Regions from separate parts of the Zea mays genome. Here region 2 is linked to region 1. Evidence: chromatin contacts called from public Hi-C data. All regions are on one chromosome and are shown on one strand. Each heading gives the region's core, a stretch centred on a gene start, on an enhancer-like site or on the middle of the called end of the contact. The rest is flanking DNA. Distances are from core to core; before and after follow the strand shown.

The links. A called contact is a pair of places that touch in the nucleus more often than the background predicts.
Region 2: a Hi-C map of leaf mesophyll shows a contact between it and region 1, with 4 times the contacts expected there. The contact joins the promoter of LOC100274487 here to the promoter of LOC100277669 in region 1. A contact is called at or near these places in 2 of 25 Hi-C or Micro-C datasets (leaf mesophyll and tassel).

Annotation. Positions count from the first base shown.
Region 1 is chr5:57,770,207-57,773,494 of Zm-B73-REFERENCE-NAM-5.0, forward strand. LOC100277669 (GATA transcription factor 24) reads right to left here and starts at 1,556. Exons shown (of 7, transcript NM_001151176.2): 1 at 1,011-1,556; 2 at 827-907; 3 at 611-723; 4 at 1-27. The coding sequence starts at 1,484.
Region 2 is chr5:58,201,235-58,204,270 of Zm-B73-REFERENCE-NAM-5.0, forward strand. LOC100274487 reads left to right here and starts at 1,447. Exons shown (of 11, transcript NM_001353544.1): 1 at 1,447-1,754; 2 at 2,696-2,905. The coding sequence starts at 2,724.

The sequences.
Region 1 (3,288 bases), core at 306-2,805:
GTAAATTGACCTCGATTACGCTGCATCCTACAGATACAAGCAAATTGTGTAAATCCCAAGAATGCATATGCACAACCTTCTATGATGAAGCAGACTATATAGCAACATCCAACATAACATCATAATCCTACATTTAAATCAAGAAACACCACGTCAGCATAAATGGACAAAGCTGCTACGCAACCAAAAACCATGCAACAGTAAGAAATAATGAAAACTAGTTAATCAGGTGAGCAACTTTTTTTTTTGCAACATACATGACAACTGGTGAAAGTAGTACATACAGTCACTCATGAGTCATGACTCGAAGGATTCCTAATGACTACCAAACAATAGTCACTGCTAAAAACGAACACATAAAAATTAGGGCTCACGAATAATCAATCTATTCTAATCATAAGAACTTGGAAAATGCCATGGAGTTATGGTGTGCATCTTCCCACTTGGAACTAGTTACATTTGAACAAGGAACATGATGCCATACAATAGGGCAAATCCTTGGTTTCCAATCACAAAAATTAAGTTTATTGAGTTCCGACAAAACAAACTTAATGCCACTTCAGATAGTGCGAACAGTGTATCCAACCAAAGTTAAACAGCTATCACCAACCTAAGTGCAACTTCCTTCCGGACAGAGTATCGGATCTTCTTATCAAAGTTCCGCTCCTTCCGCTTTTCCCTAAATCTCATCAGAGATGCCACCCGATGTGGATAATTCAACCTCTGAAAGGAGAAGAGCAAATACACGCATGTGAACCATCCATTCCAGTTTGCAGTTAATATGAACATAGGCATCATACATAAATTCAACATCACTTATCCTAACCTTACTATAAGGTGCAGAGGACGACGCTCCGCCCAGGCTGCTCAGCTCCCTCCCTCCAAGCAGCAAAAGCACGGCTTGGACCTGCAGACAAAACCAACAGCTCTCATCGGTATAGCGAATTGAATTGACTACACGCAGAGAAAAACAAGTTAACATCTACAGAGAGCAGAAGAGGAGGGGGGACCTTATCAGGGGAGACGGAGTCGAACACATAGACCTCGCCCTGGAACGAGAGGGTGAGCTGGTTGGTCGCCATGGGTGGCACGGTCCCAGCCACCAACGCCGAGTGCGGGTCCATCTGCGAGACTGCGGCCGCCGCCGCCGCGGCAGCAGCATCCGCGTCCATGGGAACGTGCTCCCCACCGATGCCGCCGTGCTGACCTTCGTGCTCATCCTCGTCCTCCTCCTCCATCTCGTCTTCCTGCTCGTCCTCCTCCTCCTCTTCCTCCCCAACCTCCTGCTCGTGCCCCTGCAGCTGCTGCTGTTGTTCCGCGGCGAAGCGGTTCAATGCCTCCGCCTCGGCGGCGGCCGCCACGAGGTGCTCCACCGACGGGGCAACGGCGGCGGGAGGCGGGGCGGCGATCCCATCCGCTGGCTGCGGGTGCCGCTCGGGCCCCCGGCGCGGCTGGTATGGCTTGCTTCCGTCGTGGTGGGACATGGATGAGCGGCGGGATCGGATCGGATCGGACGATGGGATGGAGGGTAACCCTAGCCCCTAGGATTTCAATCTGGTTTCGATTTGGAGGGTGGAAAATGTCCCCGGGTTGGAGAGACGAAGACGACGTAGTAGGCGTCCATGGGTTCGGGTAGGTTTTGTGGACACACCACAGCCGTCGGATGCATTGTTTTTTTTTGTACGGTGTTCCTAGAAATAAACATAATTTCGTTTTTTAAAAATAGATTAATTTTATATCCTCCTATATTATACTCATCCCAAAATATAGTTCTAGCTCACTTTTTTATGTGCACATCATTCAATATGCAAACTACATTTATATGTTACTTAATGAATGCGTAATTAGTCTAAGGTCCCGTTTGGATCATTAGAATTGAATTCTATTATAATAATAGTAATTTAGACATATATCAATTAAGCTAATTAGGTTTTATGTAAAATATATTTATATAATATTATTAGCAAGATGTCGGAGATATTTATGTGTTATATTTTTACTATAGAGGAGTGAGACGAAGAGTGTCATGTAAGTTACAAAATAGAAACAAATTCTATTAATGCATAAAATCATTTCCCACCCTTCTCTTCATGAATTTGAGATAAGCTTATATCTGAACTTTAGAAAGTGGTGGAATATCAAATTCTAAACTAAATAAGTTATTTTATTGAGTGAATTCAATTCCTCTAAAATGAAGGAATCCAAACACCCAATAAAACGAATTATATTTTGAGACGGTGGGAGTACCAATTAAAATGTGTCGACGCTGATCTAGGCGTCAATCACTGTGGGTGTACCGTCTGGTGGTGCCCTCTGCGGCGGCACGGACGGCCCGCAACTCTGGACCGAACGGTCCTCGACCTAGGCGCAGGAGCGGCACCTTCTCTGCGTCACACCGGACGGTCCATGCTCTGAGATGGAGGGTCCGCGATGGCGCATGGTCATCTTCCTCCTTACTGGAATCTAGACCTCGCCCCTAGGGGAGATCTTAGGATGCTATGGGTTGACATGTCACCCGGGGTGTCCCCAAACGATGTGGAGTCGCCTAGGAATTAATCGACAATTGAGGTAGTGTATCTTGAATGGACAACTAGACCTTGCCACCCCCGAGAGAGGTAAGATCCTATGGTCGTTTCAGGATCGACAGGTCTCCCAAGATGGATCTAGACGACGTAGAGTCGAATAGGGGTAGAGGTGAATATGCGAAAAGCTATAGCTATAACTACGCTACATCTACTCCTATGGCATGAATGATAAAGAAAATAATTGGTTCGATTAGAATGTGTTCAGAGGTTCTCAATCGGTCGTATCCCTTCATATATATAGGGGAGGTCTGGACCGCGATAGCTAACAAATCACACATGCATAGATGAATAACCATACACCAAATAAGGATAATCGGTTAATTTGATCGCGGGGGCGCGGACTGTCCGGGCCCTAGGGCCAGATCGTCCACCACTTTTAGTGTTCAGCAAAATGTTTCGCTAATATTAGGCTTGGATCAACAACTATATCTCATTAAACCATAAAATGACTAAGCATTAAATCCTAGTTTGTTTTAGCTTATAGATTTGGATTATATAATCTAGATTATAATTTGTCGAGATTATAATCTGTATATAGTTGTTTAGTTGTCTAGATTATACGAATACATATTATTATTCTTTAAGAGACAAAGGCAGTAATACCATTATTTATGGTCGTCTTTTTTTACGATTATGGTATTCTATCGATTCACGCAACTATTTATAAAGACACAATATTAAAATTATACTATTTTATACATCT
Region 2 (3,036 bases), core at 197-2,696, 430 kb after region 1:
TAAAATAATGGATAGGAGTGGATCCTAAATATCCGAATTATATAAGAAATTTAATATTCTAATATAGATGTGTATAGAATTTGGTGCTAATCTTTAGTCATGTTGTTAAATATATTTTTAAAGACATAATAACTTTTTATACTGCATTATTTTCTCTCTAAAAAATCATCCCAATCCTATCCGAAAACCCCCCTCGTCGGGGCGCTAGTGGCTGGTAGGGATGGATCCGAATATTTATTCGGATATCAAATTTTTGGTCTTCTTTCTTCGATTATGAACAAATAACATATAAAATTTGTTATGTAAATTTATATTTTTGTTTTTAGCATTAAGGCTATTAATCTTCATAAAAAATAAACATTAAATTCATTCTATATATTTTTAAATAATTGATATAAACTTCGGATGTCTATTCGAATACGGATTCGGATGTTTTTTCACTTTTTTGTTGTAGGGAGAAAATAATATACATAAAAAATTATATACAAATTTATTTAAATACTTCATAATATTCTTAATAACATTGTCAAAAATTAGCTTTAAATTCTATGTATATCTATATTAAAATATTAGATTTGTGATAAAGTCGGATGTTTTAGCAACATCCTAGTGGCTGGTGCTGAAGTTGTCAGTCCGGACGATCAGGCGGCTGGCTCAGCTAGTTCATTCAAAACACAAAAGCTTGACCTGACACAAGCAACGTCTCTCTCTCCGGCATCTCTCGTGATCACGGCAGGCAGGCAGGGCATCCTGCTGCTCACGTGGCCCCGTCATTCTCCCATCCCGCGCCGACCGACACGACACTTGTCCCGAGCCACACAGACAACCCGGGGTGCGCAGCGGCTAGTGCTGGATCGGCGCCGCCCGCCAGTACCGAGGCGCAGCCGCCGCTCCTCCCGCCCTGGACGCGTACCATGGGGCCCGTTGGACCCACTAGCTCCCGCGGCGGCCCTGCCTGGCAGCCTGGGCCTAGTCAGTCAGTGTCAGTCACGCGCTCACGAGAAGCCCCCTAAGCGGCCTGGTGCTACCGACGAAGACCAGGTCCATGAGCCAAATTCCACTGACAGGTCGGACTTATCCCTCGCCAATCCACCAAGACCAGGTGCACGCGTTCCGAATCGGTAACAGCTACCTCCATGTCCATATGCCCCATGCGGCGGGGCACGCATGCCCGGAGGACGCGTCGCCGTGGATTCTATTACGATACTATCTTTCAAAAAACCCTCCGTACGACGCATTCACAGCGCCTGTACCACTGACACCGCGGGCCACCGCACCTACATACGTGGCAAGAGCGGGAGCAGGGCGAGTGGGGCCTGGCCGCCTGGGGGCCAAAAGCACCCAAAGGATAGGAAAAAAAAATCGAGATTCTTGCCTTGCCTTGCCTTGCAATTGCATTGCCTATCCCTCCATTAAAGACAAGGGAGGCAGCCAAAAGGTGACGGCACCACTAACCAAGCCAGCACCAGCGGAACTGTGCTGTGCAAGCACTCAGCTTCGCCTCCATTCCGCTCACTTCCCGCGGCCACTCCGCTCCCCAAACCCTAACGCCCTCGAGCGGAGCGATCTCTTTGCTTCGCCAGTGCCGCGCCCGGGCATGCCGCCGCCACTGGGTGGCGCGGTCAAGGCCGACTGATCCGTGCGCTTGGGAGCCGCCACCGCCGCCGCCGCCGCCGCTGCCATTCCTCCCTCGGTGCCCACTGGGGTGGAGCGGAGACTGGAGATTCTGCCGTCTGTCGCAAGTCACACACTAGGTGAGTGATCCTCGGTTTCATTGATTGCCGCAAGAGTTTTTTCCTTGTCGGAGACCAAAAAAAAAAAAAGAAAGAAAGGTTCCGCTTTGTTCTTGCCCTTGGAACGACCCGATCGAAATGCTCTTTCCTCTGTATTCCCCCCAACCACTTGAAACTAAACGTGACAAGATTTTACTAGCTGGGCTGCTGGGGGAAACGAAACGCGTGCATATGCAATGCATTGCGTCCAAGGCGCTAGCCGTCCTCATGTATCGCTCACTACTACTCGCGTCATTAGGGCATACAGTGGTGTTTAATGTGGAGTCTCTTAAGGTGTTTAAGGGGCTTATTTGCAAAAAAATCTTAGAGCCGTCTCTCCGTGAAGAGACGCCTCTGGCTCGTAAACCAAGTAGCAACAGACGCCTCACTTCCCACTGTACGAATTTGTCGTCTGTTCTATCGATCTGATGCTATACAAATACATTTAATTCTGTATTTATTAATAGACTACGTTTATAGACACTCCATTGTACAATAGAGTCTCTTAGTTGTCTCCTGTGCTTGGAGAACCGTTTTGGTGTCTCTCCACTGTACATGCCCTTAATCTGCGCCATTTTAGTACCACTGGCGCCCACCCCTGATTTAAGAGGTTCCGTAAATGCGCTCCCCCACCCACCTCCATGGGGGAGGGGGTCCCTGTGAGGCGGGCAAGCTCTGCCACCGCGGGCACCTACTGGCTGGAACAGTGCGGTGCCGCACCTTGACGTGCGCGGCAGTCAGTGTTGCCGCCTAGTCGCCGCTGTACTTCTACCCTTGGTCCTTGGACCAACGCTGCTGGCCTGGAGGCTGGAGGGGGACGTCACGAAGTTTTTTCGACTGGCCATAGTTGGATGTTTAATGTCTTTGTCTGTGCTGAATATCGTGTGTCACCTGATGCTTTCTCGCTCTGCACGTTTCCGAAGGTTTCTCGGGCGCTGACATTGTTGGAAGATGTGGAGGATCAAGCTCGCCTGTTTGCTTCTTATCTTTGTGCAAGTGCAACGAGTGGTCCTTGGAACACATGACGTGTACATCGTGGTGATGGAAGGGGATCCGGTTGTGAGCTACCGAGGTGGCGTTGACGGATTTCCGGCAACTGCTGTGGATTTGGACGAGGAAATGGACGTTACCAGGTACCTACCTACCCCTGCTGATGCTTTTGTTTTCTTTGCCATGGCTCTCAAGCATAAACGAATGCAGGACTGACTGTTGTTGGATTTCATTTCTCAAGCTCTGTTGCTGTTTGAATTCGCCTGCTGTTACT